Regions from separate parts of the Sus scrofa genome. Here all the other regions are linked to region 1. A link is a contact called in public HiChIP or PLAC-seq data. All regions are on one chromosome and are shown on one strand. The core of a region is the stretch at or near the end of the contact, and the rest is flanking DNA. Distances in the headings are between cores, read along the strand shown. Region 1 overlaps LOC110262000 (a long non-coding RNA gene). Region 2 has its middle 9.7 kb from the start of RPLP1. Region 3 has its middle 140 kb from the start of RPLP1. Region 4 overlaps LOC110261987 (a long non-coding RNA gene).

What was found. HiChIP or PLAC-seq counts read pairs in DNA pulled down with a chosen protein or histone mark.
Region 2: a contact with region 1 is called in an H3K27ac HiChIP or PLAC-seq map of alveolar macrophages. The contact joins two enhancer-like sites. A contact is called at or near these places in 5 of 5 promoter capture datasets (fetal liver, fetal skeletal muscle, liver and 1 more), 15 of 47 Hi-C or Micro-C datasets (alveolar macrophages, blood, embryonic fibroblasts and 11 more) and 2 of 2 datasets of contacts at active chromatin or transcription factors (alveolar macrophages and skeletal muscle).
Region 3: an H3K27ac HiChIP or PLAC-seq map of alveolar macrophages shows a contact between it and region 1. The contact joins two enhancer-like sites. A contact is called at or near these places in 1 of 47 Hi-C or Micro-C datasets (liver) and 1 of 2 datasets of contacts at active chromatin or transcription factors (alveolar macrophages).
Region 4: a contact with region 1 is called in an H3K27ac HiChIP or PLAC-seq map of alveolar macrophages. The contact joins two enhancer-like sites. A contact is called at or near these places in 1 of 47 Hi-C or Micro-C datasets (embryonic fibroblasts) and 1 of 2 datasets of contacts at active chromatin or transcription factors (alveolar macrophages).

What each region holds. Positions count from the first base shown.
Region 1 is chr1:168,218,608-168,222,062 of Sscrofa11.1, forward strand. All of the region lies in intron 1 of LOC110262000 (a long non-coding RNA gene), which reads right to left. Among named protein-coding and RNA genes, the nearest start is that of UACA, 230 kb to the right of the region's middle. Within about 2 kb of position 1,849, at least 35 of the 83 cell types and tissues checked have an H3K27ac peak or open chromatin away from gene starts, as enhancers often do. A contact at or near this core is called in alveolar macrophages, embryonic fibroblasts, omental adipose tissue and 1 more, where this site is marked.
Region 2 is chr1:167,304,017-167,307,471 of Sscrofa11.1, forward strand. No RefSeq gene overlaps it. Among named protein-coding and RNA genes, the nearest start is that of RPLP1, 9.7 kb to the left of the region's middle. Within about 2 kb of position 1,880, at least 26 of the 83 cell types and tissues checked have an H3K27ac peak or open chromatin away from gene starts, as enhancers often do. A contact at or near this core is called in alveolar macrophages, omental adipose tissue and retroperitoneal adipose tissue, where this site is marked.
Region 3 is chr1:167,430,703-167,434,157 of Sscrofa11.1, forward strand. No RefSeq gene overlaps it. Among named protein-coding and RNA genes, the nearest start is that of RPLP1, 140 kb to the left of the region's middle. Within about 2 kb of position 1,644, at least 17 of the 83 cell types and tissues checked have an H3K27ac peak or open chromatin away from gene starts, as enhancers often do. A contact at or near this core is called in alveolar macrophages, where this site is marked.
Region 4 is chr1:167,599,739-167,603,193 of Sscrofa11.1, forward strand. The region is part of intron 1 of LOC110261987 (a long non-coding RNA gene); the gene reads left to right. Among named protein-coding and RNA genes, the nearest start is that of TLE3, 250 kb to the right of the region's middle. Within about 2 kb of position 1,818, at least 6 of the 83 cell types and tissues checked have an H3K27ac peak or open chromatin away from gene starts, as enhancers often do. A contact at or near this core is called in alveolar macrophages and embryonic fibroblasts, where this site is marked.

The sequences.
Region 1 (3,455 bases), core at 599-3,098:
CCAGGGCTTTCTCTTCATTCTGCTGTGAGACTGGCAGGATTCAAGATGGTGGCTGCTCTCTCAGTTGGAGCCCCAAGGTGGTGTCATGATGAGCGCACCCTCCCTGCCATCTTCCCTTGGCATTACCTGGATCCTCTGCTATGGTGGCTTGTATTCTGCTCAATCTCGTCTGCTGATATTCCCCAACCAGTTGTATGAAAAATAAATAAATAAGCTTTCCCCATTGATTGAGATTTGACCTCAGAGCCAAGAAGAGTTCAGGGCACCCAGCAAGCCACAGCCCTTGAATTGGGAAGTCCTGCTGGAGCAGGACTAGGCATAAGGTGACCAGGGGTGGGGGAGGGTAAGAGACAGGAAGCAAGATGAAAACAAGAGGCAGCAAGAAGAAAGATTGTTGACCAAACTAACAGGGAGCTTTCACACTGAAATATGCTTTCTCTGGTCGAGAAAGGAATCGTTCTCTTAAAAGATAGGGAATTTTTAAGGATGAGACTTTATTGTCACCCAGACCTGGGTTCAATCTCATCTCTTTCGTTTATTTCCTCTATGGCGTTAGACAACGATGAACGATGTCTCTACCTCACCTGCTCTCCTGGTCCCACCACTTTCCTCCTCAGACTCTTCCCATTGTTCCACAGCTCCTAAGTGAAGCTGGAAAATATGTGACATGTGGGTTGTCACTCCCAGCTCCCCAGCCTATGGATGACATCACCAACTAAACCCAGCACTCTTCCCTAATAAACCAGATGCAGCCTCAGAATCCTTCTTAATACAGTACTCCAAGCAGCCACCACCAATTCATCACAGTTAGTTTTCAAGATGAAATGTTCTTGCTACCTTTAGGCCTCTAAATGTCCTCAAATGTCACAATGCAGGTCTATTTGTTGTTCCTACCTTACCTCCCAGAAATCTGCCTTATAAGCTCATTTTCTACTGCAGTCATATTGAGTTAGTGAGCATTCCCTAAACAGACCAAGTTATCTTATCCCTCTTTCCTCTTGCACATGATGCATTGTCCATCCCACCCCACTCTCCACCCACTCCCAACCTTGTCCTCCTGGGGACACCTCTTAGGTTTCAGTTCAAGTGTTCTTCCCAGGTCATGAACCCTGAACCCTGTGCATATTTCTGGTAAAGTACCACACACCTACAAGGTCAAGGCTGGCCATAACCTTGAACTGCATGGCCAGCCAAGCAGCCCCAAGAGGTGAAGAGGCTTGGCATGAGATGGCTCAAGTGCCGAGCCACAGAGTGCTTGTGGATCTGGCCGTACCTCCCAGCTCTCCAGTCCAGGGACTCTGGAACCCCAGGCAACAGGGCCTTAATAACCAAACCTCCATAGCTATAGGCTATGAAGTAGAGAGAGGAAAGAAACTGGTCTTGAGGTTGTGAGCCCTCAGCCCATGGCCATGACATGTCAGCTGAGGGGGAAGCAAGCCATGGAGTTCAAAATAGAGAAAGAGGAGGAAATGAAACCAACTCAGCTCCCTGGCTCCCCCCACACCGCTGCAGTGCATTAGAGGATGAATCAGCTCGTGCTCTTCATTTCTTCCCTCTTGGAGGTAGTGGTGGGGCTGGGGGGGGAGCAAGGTATATGGTTCCTCATGTGGTTGCGGTCAAGGTCGCTGGACACTTGCTTCAGCCCCCTCCCCAGCCTGTGAGAATGAGTTCCGCATCCTCTCACGCCTACCCCTCCCCACCCAGGCAACGCCCTCCTGGCTTTTGCTTCCCTCTCCCAAGTCCAAGTCAAAGCACTGTCAGCCCCAGCCCCCACCCCTCTGGCCCAGCCAGCCCTGAGCAGAATACAGGGCACAGTCTGAAACCACATCTTGCAACGTGATTCACTCCATCTGTGGAAAGTCTGATGCAATTGTGGGTAAGGAGTCATTTCTGCTGATGAGGAAACCACAGCAACCCAGTGGGGGTGAAAGGGCAATCCATCAGGGCCACTGGGACCCACCCCCAGAAAGGGAACAGCCATGGGACAGCCCTCAGGCTCCCCAGAGCACCCCAGCCACACCACAGCTAGGGGCCAAAGAACAGAACCCCGGTTGGTACATGGCTGCCCACTTACTGAGACACAGCGGGGCTGAGGCTGCGGGGGAAGGGAGGGCCACTGGGCCCAGTTCAAAGACACCAACTCTTTCAGGGCACCCTGGGATGACCTGCCTTTCTCCCTGCACAATAAAAGGTGAACATATGAGGTTCCTGGAGGAGGCCAGGCGACTGTGATAGGAAAAGCCTGTCTCTGAGACCTGGGTCTGGTGCCTGAACCAAAAATCGGAACCACCTGCTGCTCACCACCCTGCTCTGGAAACATCTGTCTCCTCGAGTGAATGAGCTCCCACAGCCAGAGCAGGTGCCCAGGAAACATACTGAACTGAATCTGAAGTCCCAGAGCCCTGACCGCCCGCACGCTATGACCCGGCTCCTCCACACGCCTGCTTTGGGTGCCTGATCTGCTGCCCATTTCCGGGGACCACAAAGCCCGGCTCAGACACCTGCCAGTGAGCCCTGAGCTTGTCCCCCTGGCTGTCATGGATCAAGCCAGTGACCTCCCCTCTCTGGGCTACAGCACCCAGACCTCCTCACAGCTTTGTGCTTGCTTCCAGGACTTGGCATGGGATCATGGGGTATCCTGTGACAGCCCTCGTTTTGGGTCCTTTTTCTGTTTTTGTATCATGTCTCCACCTTCAACACAAGCCGTTCCAGTCATTCCATCTAGAGACGCCAGCCCTGCTGGAAAGCAGCAGCTCAACGCCCTAGATCTTGACACCCCTCCTGCAAGAGAGGCCTTATTATCCTCCTCTACTGGAGAAGAAACCAGGGCTCAGAGGGCAATAAAACCCACAAGGATATTAGCAAGAGATGACATGGGGGAACCCAAACTGTCTTCAAACTCCCTGCCTAGAATTCTCTCCAGACCCCAACCACCTAACCCAGTTCCTCCATGGTGTCTCCTGATGAGGGCCAAAGAGATGAGGAGCCCTCTAGGAAGTGCCAAGGAGAAAGTAAATACAAGAAAGAACGGTTGGTTCACCATTCAGATCTGCAAGTCCCAGACCTGCAGCTCCAGGAGCCATGTGAAACAAGTGCCCCGTGACACAAGTGCCAAGGCCCCATCCTCACTGCCTGTACCTCTCAGGCTGGAGGGCCCCATGCACCATACAAGATTGACCCCTGGTGGACATAACCTTGAACTGCATGGCCAGCCAAGCAGCCCCAAGAGGTCAAGAGGCTTGGCATGAGACCATCCAAGTGCTAAGCAGCAGAGTGCTTGTGGTTCTGGCCATACCTCCCAGCTCTCCAATCCAGGGACCCTGGACCCCAGGCAGCAGGGCCTTAATAACTAAACCTCTCATGTGGCCACAATGTGTGCTCATGAGTCATGAATCTTACTGTAAGCTGGAAGGCAGGTAGTCTTAGTTCCTTTCTATGGATGGATAAACTGAGGC
Region 2 (3,455 bases), core at 630-3,129, 910 kb before region 1:
GCCCTGGGGTGAGCAAGTCAGTCCACACTTTTTTTTTTTTTTTTTTTTGCTTTTTAGAGCCATATCTGCAGCATATGGAGGTTCCCAGGCTAGGGGTCTAATTGGAACTGCAGCTGTCGGCCTACACCAGAGCCACACCAACACCAGATTCAAACTATGTCTGTGACCTACACCACAGCCACAGCAACACAGGATCCGAGCCGCATCTGTGACCCACACCACAGAACAATGCTGGATCCTTAACCCACTAAGCGAGGCCATGGATCAAACCTGCATCCTCATGGATACCAGTCAAGTTTGTTACCGCTGAGCTACAATGGAACTACAGTCCACACGTTTGAAATAAAAGTCATGTTTATGTGCCCAGTAGTGACCCAGTCAAGAGGAAACCAAGTACGTTTTCATATGGTCTTGCTTCCTGTGTAATTTATTTAGCACATTTGACTTTTCCTTTTTTTTTTTTTTTTTTTTTTTTCTTTTTTGGCTGCACCCGAGGCAAATGGAATTCCTGGGCCAGAGCTCAGATCTGAGCTGCTGCCGTGGTAACCTTTAACCCACTGTGCCAGGCCAGGGGTCGTACCTGTGTTCTGGGGTTCCAGAGACAGACACTGCTGATCACATTATGCCATAGTGGGAACTCCCTGACTTCTCCTCTTAATCTGATCAAGTTCATTTCTTGTCTAAAAACAGAGAAGAATATTACTGGGCTGCTGGGCAATGTGGTGTTACCCTTGGCTTTCCTCCAAGGTTGCTGGAAGAAACAGCCACATGAAAACCACTTCTGCTTTTGCCATAAAAATTGTGAAGGCTGTTGTGTTGTTACTGTCTCCTAAATAAGGTCTTAGGTGAAAAATTCTTTTAAATTTAGGACCAGGAGAAAACTGGTGTCCTCCAGGGAGTTGGTAACCATGCCTCCTTTATAATAACAAGAGCTCTGTGACTTATCATGCTCGCCTCTCTGCCTTAGCTGCGGAGAAACAGCACCAGGCTTGATGCCCAATCTCTGCTATTAAATTGATCTAAATGGATAATAGATGTGCTTCCTCATCCTTTTCTTGGTACTGATTAAAAAAATTTTTTTCTGTGGCTCTTATAATGACTTCACTGCATACTTGTACTTTGATCTATGCTCTCGTACTCTTTCAAGAAAGAGGAAAGGAATCCATAAATTAAACAAAAAGTGGAATGTTTCAAGGTGTGTGTGTGTGTGTGTGTGTGTGTGTGTGTGTAAAGATGATTTTAAGTCAATGGTGGCACTTGGGCTTTTCAGCCTAACAAGTTTATGAGTCACAGATTTCAGACCCCAATTTTTTTTTTTTTTAACTTGGGAAAATGAGTAGCTCATGTAAATAAGGCCATCAAGGAAGTTGTGAGGTGTGGGCAAAGGACCAGAAGCTATTAAGGTTTGTTTCCTTAGCCACTACCACTAAGGATAATATTGAGTCAATGTTACCATTTGGAGACGGAAAGTTGGTCACCTATTTGGACCAAAAATATTTCCCCACTGCCGTCTTCGCTAGGGCTTCACTTCCTTGACGTTGTCTTTAAATATAAAAATTGTCCTGGGAAAGTTAAAGACATCCATTCCTTGACACCTCAGAGCAAATGAGATGGACCCTCAGATTCTCCTTTCTGAGGGTTTTTGCAGAGTCTGGCTTTTGCCTCCTCACTAAGAGAGTTGGTTCCTTGGGGGCTGTTAGGTGAGAGGTCCGGTTCTGCTTTAGCTGGTTGTGTGACAGTAAGTCCTGTGACCCCTCTGGGCCCCCTACCCCATGCCCCTTCTGGCCTGCAGGGCTTGCAAAGTCGCTTCTCCTTCACACGCAGCCAATCCCAGCCCCCTCCCAGGGCACCTCCAGGCTGAGCCGGTGGAGTTATTGCCTTCCACCCTCCCGCACACCTCAGCTCCTGGCTCTGTGTACTCTCAAGTAAAGCCTTCCTTCTGTTTACTCAGCAAAGATTCTTTTAAGACAGGCTAAGCACACGGTTTACTCTGCTAACAAGGCTTGCCATTTACCGTGAGGACCTGTGTTGACTTATTCTTGAGTCTCCATTGACATTCACTGGGAAACGTTAACGCAAACACGAGGAGACAACCTGGGAGCTCTAGGCCTGCCAAAGTGCTCTGGAAAGGGCCAGCCTTTTCTGTTTTGGTTAGAACCACCTATTTTAGAGTTAAAATAACAATCATTGACTGCACCACGAGAGTCTCATGATCTCCTTTTCATTTTTTTTTTTTTTTGGTCTTTTTGTTTTTTGGGGCTGCACCCTCAGCATATGGAGGTTCCCAGGCGAGGGGTCTAATCAGAGCTGGAGTCACCAGCCTACACCACAGCCACAGCAATGCAGGATCTGAGCTGTGTCTGCGACCTACACCACAGCTCATGGCAATGCTGGATCCTTAACCCACTAAGCGAGGGCAGGGATCGATCCCCCGTCCTCATGGATGCTAGTCAGGTTCGATAGATAACCTCTGAACCATGACGGGAAGTCCTTCTTTTGGTTTTTAGATTCAGTATCTGGCTGCTTTGGCCGAGGGTTCTAAAAAGCTTGCCATGTTAGTTCTGGATGAGACTGTGTCTGTGCCAGCATCCTCTGGGGACCTGTAGGTTGGGGACCTTGGCACAGCTGCAAAGAACCTGGGCGGGGGCTTCAAGGACAGCTCGGCCCCTAGGTGGCCCTGTGATCTTGGGACAGTTGTTTCTTCTCTCTGGCTCTTGGTTTTCTCATCCCTCAGGTGGAGGGAAGTGGTTTTCTTGCTTATCTCCCCAGCTAGACTGGGCCCCCGGGCCTGAGCACAGGTCCTAAGAGCACTCAAAAATGTTTGTTGACTAAACAGATGAATAAGCCACGCCAGCTGACTTGCTCTTGTGCCTGAATCCTCCCCAAAGATGAGCCTGGCCTTGAGTCACCGTCTGACAAGATCTGTTAATGGGGTCATTGCAGACAACTGCAAACCTTCAATGTCTGAATCAGCCATTGCAGGTGCCAAGGGGTTTCACTTGCCTCTGCCTCCCACCTCCACCCCACCCCCCTCCCTGGGCTCCCCATCCAAGCTGATGCTTGTAAAGGAAACATCTTTTCAAGTGAGGGGACTGTGGATTTGGTTTCTTTGTTGCCTGGAAACTGTTGACATCCCAAGACATTCTGTTGCCTTCGCTGGGTAATGAAAAATTGATGACTTTTTTCTCTGTCAACAAACTCACAGCCTGTTCACCTTGGCTGGGGATGGGTGGGAAGCTTGCTCCTTGCTCCGCAGCTGTTTGCGTTCTTTCAAGCTGTTGGGTTTGCTTTACTTAGGGGTGGGGGTGGAACCAGAGACAATGGGCCCCGTCGAGGGCCGGCTGTGTGCAGGCGGCCAACACGAACATAGAGAGGGCTGGTTTTACTTCCCTCAAGTGCTCTTTCTGTTCTGCCAAGTGCCTTCCGCAGCTGATCCGCAGCAACTCTCTTTTCCA
Region 3 (3,455 bases), core at 394-2,893, 790 kb before region 1:
AGCACACGTTCCTATCCATGTCCAGGGTGCCTGAGCCTGGATTCAAGCTCCTTTGAAGGCCAGGAAACATTCCGTCTTCCTCACATAGCAACCTGGCACCATAACACTTCAATGGGTTGAAATAAGGGTGAGACTTCACCATGAAAGGGTTCTAGAGGTGATGGGTGGCATTGACTGGAGGGGCTGTGACCAGGAAGAACTGGAAATTTGTGGGGATGCAAGGGCCCTGGCTTTAGGGCCAGATGGATCTGTCAGTAATGAGGAAGCTTTGTTGTGTCTGTGTTGCTAAGAGCTCAGCTGGTACCCATTTATTCTACACACATTCAGTGAGCACTTCCCATGTGCCAGGTGTGAGCATGCATCAGTGGTCAACGCAGGTAATAGTCTCTGGCCTCTGGAATAACAGTCCAATGGAAGAGGACAGACAAACATAATAAATAAGAAAAAACATGAAAAAAGGAATGAAAAAATCGAGTCAGGTTAAGGATGAGAGGGAGGGTCTTATTGGTGGGGTTGTGGAATAAACAGAATGGTCAGGGTGGGTCTTGTGGAGAAGGTGTAATTAGAGTAAGGACTTGAAGGAGGGGTGGTACTTAATTCAGGCACGTCTGATTCTAAAGTCCAACTCATAGCCTACATTCCCAGCTGAACAAGACCAGAGAGCAGGATATGTAATAAAGCTTGGCAAGTTTGTCCCATACCCACTCCTCTTCCCCATAGAGTCTTTTGGGCATTCATCCACCAGCATCCTTGGGCAGCATCCTTAGAGCAAGGTGGGGGCATAGAGTGGTGAGCCTGGGAAGCAGGCAACCACAGAAATGGCCATGATTGACCTTGAGGGCTAAGTTAACTCTGGTTGGGGAGTGGACTTCGATTGGGCAGGGCCAGGCCCATCTGGGAAGGAAAAGCTCCTTCATTGACATTCAACTGCACTCCCCACGTTTGCCCTGTAGGCAAATGCATTAAATGAGCATTTATTGAAGGCCTGCTGGGAATTAGGTTCTTCAGGGTGCTTTCCTATCTGTCAGTCTCACAACAGTCCTTTGCAGCAGCAATGTCATCTTTGTTGACAGCTAGGAACATGAAGTCTCTGTAGTTGAAAAGTTTACGTGCTCCTGGCTGGCTAGGATAGAGATCTGGATCTGTCCGATTCCACACACCAGTCAATTTTCACATCCTCTTCACTATCAACTTCCTCATCTGAAAAACCACCACTATCACCATCACTGCTCCCACCACCATCATCATCAACGTTACCAAGATCATCAATATCAGCATCATTGTTAATACCACCAGCATCTTCATTGACCTCCTCTGTGACATCCCATCGATGGCCCCGTGATCACAGGCATCTGGGTAACAGTCTGATCAGAAACTTGGTAATGGGTCACAAGGCTTTGGGTAAGTCAGATCATCTGTCTCCACTTCAGCTTCCTTATCTATAGGATGGGATAAACCTATCTCCCTCTGAAGGTAGGTGAGATGCTGAAATCAGCCTTGGGTTTCCTCCATTCCTCTGAAACTGCTCGTGTCGAGATCACCCATGGCCTCCACAGCTGTCGTCATGATAATGCCCCACCCCCACAAAAGGATGGGAGGCGTCTGACCACTTCCTCCTTCTTTGTGCCTGGCTTGTGTGACACACGCTTGCTGGCTTTCCTTCTAACTCACTGATTCCTCCTCCTCTTCTGGCTCCATCACTTCCTCCTGGATCTCTGAATATTCGAATGTCCCAGAGCTTGGATCTTGCCCCCTCCTGGCTTCATCCAAACTCTCCTACTGCTTTCTCCCTGGTCTGTGCAACCATCGTGACCCCCTGGGAACACTATAATGACCCTCATGTCACCAGGGGATGGTCAGGGAAGAGGATCCTGAGGAAGGAGGGCCCTTTCTCAGGCCCATCTGGGACTAAAAGCAAACCATTTCAAGGAGGAAATGTAATCCTGAGCAAATGTGTTTGCCAGCAGTTTGAGAGGCCACTGCCTCTGGCATCTGCCTCCTTTTTAACTTTCCTAGCTTACTGGGTCTTTCTTGTCTCAAGAGATCAGAGCCCTTGGATTCCTTCTGCTCCAAATATGTCCACACCTTGCCAGGGACAGGACCTCTTAGAGACTGGCCCCCATCACCGAGGGAGTTCCTGTTTAGCGAAGAACTAAGCAGAAGGCTAAAGAGAGCTCTGTGGGTTTGGCTGGGGATATTCCTGGGCCGCTTTGCTGGCAACTCTGAAACAGCATCCCGCTGGGGGCTACTGTTTCTGTCCCCATGTTGGGCCCATTCTGAGACAGATTGCCCCACCCCCATTGGGCTGTTCTCACGCACTCAAGAAGAGAGGTATTCTTTTAGGTCCTCTTGGCCTCAGGAGCATTTTCAATCAGATGCCACTGTAAACAGATTGCCTACCCCTTATTCTGGGGGATGTGGGTGGACAGCTTTGAGGGGCGCTCTCTTCCAAGAATACATTTTCGCTTCCATCTTCAGGACGCAGTGGCTCCACTCTGTGCTCTTTTGATGCTGGCGTGAGTGTGAGATTGTTTGGGGGATAACACCCATGCTGCCTCTGCCTCACTGCTCAGGAGAGACGGGGTGAATGCATCACTCTGGCATCATGCTTTGTGCCCTGTGCATAGGGCTACCCTGTTGGAAACACTGCAGTCCACTCCCCACTGCCAGATTATCATTCCCAACATGGCTTGGTGCAACTGGGCCATGCCCCTGCTCTAGAACAATTTGATGTCTCCTGCTGCCCCTAGAGTAAAGTCACAAGCTTCACTTTGGCCTTTAATCTCTCTGCAGTTTGGCTTTCATCAGCTTTTCCAGCCAGGTCCCTCCTTCCCTCCCTCCCAAGGTCACATCACTGACCAGTGTCTGCCACCATCATGGCCACCTTTACACCAGCTTTTGATTAAAATGCCCCCTCCCATCTTCTTCTCATCTGTCTAAACTTCTCATTCCCCCCAGACAAACTTTCCAAGGCCTGCCTCTTCCCTTGGTCCCTTTGTTCATTCACCCCTGGCCCCATAGGACCACTGATGCCTGTCATGGGTCAGTCTTCCAAGACTGACCACCCAAGACTTTCTCCCTTGAGGAGGATTTATTCACAAAGGGACCACTTTCTAAGGGGTTTTCAGGGAGTGGGAGAGCCACAGGGGTCATACAGTCACCGGGGGCTAGTCACAGGAGAGAAGGCCTGCAGAAACCAGGGGAGGAAACTGCTAACAACTCCTGAAAGAAATGGGACCCATGGAGAAAGAGGGGCTGTGAGTTTCCAGAAGATAGGCAGTCAGCCCAGGGAGCTCCCAGGGAGGGGTCCAGAGGTCCAACACTCAGACCTCAGCCTCCTCTTTCTGGTTTCCTACCTACTGGGACTTGCTGTTGGCTAAGGCCATGCTGAAGCCAGAGGACAAGGGAGCCCATTACATAGTCCCTGTTGGCGGCCCCCGTTCCCACCACCCAGG
Region 4 (3,455 bases), core at 568-3,067, 620 kb before region 1:
AGGTGCTCGCCCTACACAGAATGTGGGGGTGCTCACCATGGGACCTGCCTCAGGCCTGGGCAGAAAACTGAGGTTACCCCAGGGCAAGGGGAGGGCAGGTAAAAGAACTGCTGCAGAATTTCCCACCACCCTGGAATGGCAGACATAAGAGCCAGGTTGAAGGAGACAGAGAGGAGCTCAGTGCTTCTCGCTCATCTGCACAGTGGTCTCAGACTCTGCATTAGCCCAGGTGAGAAGTCGGTGCCAAGAGTGGCACAAAGTCAACTTTAAATGAGAGCTACCCTCAGTTTTCCCCTCTAGAAGTTGGGGAGCATCACAGGGTTGTGGAGAGGATTAGGGACACTATTCCAGCACTTAGAATAGCCTGACACAGAAATAAGTACCGCAGAAGCATTTGCCACCCTGTTTCACCCTAGTTAAACCTAACTTAGGTGGCTTCCTCCTGCACAGGGGAGCCCAAGGGCGTGGGGCTGCCTTGTGCCGAGGGACCTGAAGCACCCTTAAGGTCCACAGGCCTCTTTGGGTGGCTGCCCATGTGTTTGAGAAGCAGAAAGAATTAAGAGCAACTAAGGCTAACTTTAAACAGGCTGGATTTGTCTTCCAAGGTGACCTACAGTTGATTCTTTCGAGTAGAAGGGCAGAGAAAGTTCAGAGCATTTCTCTTTACTAAAGAAAGCTCGTTTTCCCTACAAGCAACTATCCCAGTGGCCGAGATTTAGGCAGGAAAAGGGGGTTTTTTGGAGGCAAAAAAGCCAGGAGACGAGAGGAAGGAGTTCAGAGTGTTACTTAAAGTTCATTTTCCCTACAAGCAGCCAGCCCAATAACCGAGATTTGAGAAGAAAGGGTTTTCTTTCCTTTTGAGGCAAAAAAAAAAAAAAAAAAAAGAGCCTGAAGAGTAAGTCCCAGCTCTGCCTTCCAGAGGGTGAGGGGTATTTATGGTCTTTGGTGTGGGAGGCGTGGAGAACGTGGGGAAAGGTGATTGAAAGTAAGAAAAAGATGAGGTGATTGTAGCTCCGTGCAGGTGTAACTAAGCCCCAAGCTTCTTCACAGAATGCGTATTCAAGAGAAGGTGGTGCGCATGCTTTAGGGGTGGAGTTTTGCGTCCTCTGACGTCAAAAGGTCACGGAGCGGACACTAGCGCATGCCCAGTTGGTGGGTCGGTGGTCCTAACCAATCTTAACAGGGTTGAGCTCCAATTGGACACAGCTGACTCCAAGTTCCTAAAAAACATCTCGGGTGAACATCTTGTTTCAGCTAGGTGTGGCTTGGAAGACACGCAGGGGTTTTGTAGCAACAATTAAAGCAAGCTTGATTAGCGAAGGCAAGTTACAAGTGTAATGGCTCTAATGATGACTCCCCAGGTGTCACAGGCTCCCCGGATGTGGCTTGCAGCTGCAGGGGGTTTTCATGCCTTTGCCACATGGTCCCACCTGTCAATAAACATAGGGAGCAAGTGGTCTGGTTCAGGTGGTGCCATGAGTCAGCATCAGCCAGGACGTGACCTGGGGTGACACGGAGATCTTGGGTGAGCGGGGGACCACCTTGAGTATGGGCAAAGATGCTGAGAAGCTGCAAAAGGCATTTGGGCAACAAGGAGATTCAACTTGAGCAACAAAAACCCTGGAGTGTTTGAACACAGCCAGCATGAAGCCTGGAGGGCAGCAGGTGTGAAAGTGGGGGTCAGGCCTGCTGGGAGGACCGCAAGCAGGGCCAGCCCTGGGGAAACAGTCTTTGCTCTGGGCCAGCTGTACGCTCTGGGCCTCTCCATGGCTCAACTGACCCAGCTGAGTCTGCGTCTCAGAGCCAGCTCTTTCCCAAGCCCCTCCTGGCCAAGGCACCTCTGCAGGGCTCATTGCTGGGCAGTCCTGCTCAGACACTGCATGACTCAGCTTCGATGTGAGATTTCACAGACCAGCAGCATCCCAGATGTAAAAGTAAGGGGAAGTCAGCATAAAGGGCAGGCTGTATCCTTTTCCAAGTAAAGGGCATTTGAAAACAGTTATTCCCATTATCCCATAAAGTAGGTTTTTTTTTAACTCTCTGAACATTTGGAAAGATACAAACCTGAAGTCAGTGTTGACCACCCTTCTCTTGGACCCACAACCAACCTGCCAGCAGGTCGCAACTGCTCTGTCCAGATTGGACCCAAGTTTGGCTGGGTGTTCATTCAGGAAAAAAAAAAAAAAAGCCAAATGCCAAACACAAAATTAGGTATGAGTATTATTTAGAATGAGAAATCACAACACATCACCAATCACATCTGAGAAAGCTGACCAATACCACCAACATGACAAAATTAGGGGAACCCCCCCCGACAACATTTAATAGTTAACTGCCTGACATGCTTTTACGATACTTTTTTTCCTACCTACTCTTCAACCCCCTCTCTACATGTCAACAGTTGTATTACCAGGTTCTGTAGGGAAAATAAAAGGATATTTTTGTCTTCTCTTTGATATTGTCAACTAGATTTTGTCTTTTTATTATTAATCACTTAGAGAAGTTTCTTCTAGCTTCCTAACTCATTGCTGTTAGATCATTTAAATTTTAAGACTGTGGCAAAACTTGGGAAAACCTCTATCCAATTTCCTGCACAGATGAACTGTCAATATATGGGGTGTTCGTAATTGTACACGCAGGATTATCAAGTATATCCCAGACAGGAGAGAACTTCCGTTTTGGCCAGACATGATGAGAAACAGATTCTCCACTTAGATGTGTACACAGCTGATGACAGGCAGTGTTTTCCTTAGACTAGCTGCTGGCTCTATACACGCAAACCTTCTTTTTCCTCCACGATCCAGATCCACAGACAGAATCTGGTTTTATCAAAAAACTGCCTATATTCTTATTTCGCTCTCTTGGCTGCAGGCTGCTGCTAAATCACCTTCATTGCCTAAGTGGGGAACCTGGGTGCCAGGCGGCCTCCTGGAGAGCCTTCTGGCTCATCGGGGCCTGGCAGACCACCTCTTTGAGATGATTACCTTTCAAGACGGGAGGAAAAAAAAAAATCTTCCCTGTGAAATTCTGAGCACAGGAAAGGCTGGGGGAGGGGAGAGTTCACGAAGAGACGATCTTGCCAGGGCCTGCCCGCCAGGATCCTGGCCTGCCTGTGCCCAGAGCAGCACAGCTGGCTCCAGCTGAAAGCAGTCATGATGTGCATCCCAAGACCAGAGACCCCTAACGAGGCAGCCTTGGATCCATAGCCTGATGCAACCCGTCCAAATTTTGGAGATTGATTTCTGAGCTTGCTCTTTTCTCTAAAAAAGGCAATAATAAGGCATTCCCACTTGGGGTGACACATGATTCCATTTCAAATAACTGTGCCTGCCAGATGAGACTGAAATCTCGGGATCCGGGCAGGCCGGAGACCCATTCTGCACACAGGAAATTCTCACGGCAGCTCCTCTACACGTTGCAGGGTGACCGAAATAGAGCAGTGTGTTTCAAATGAC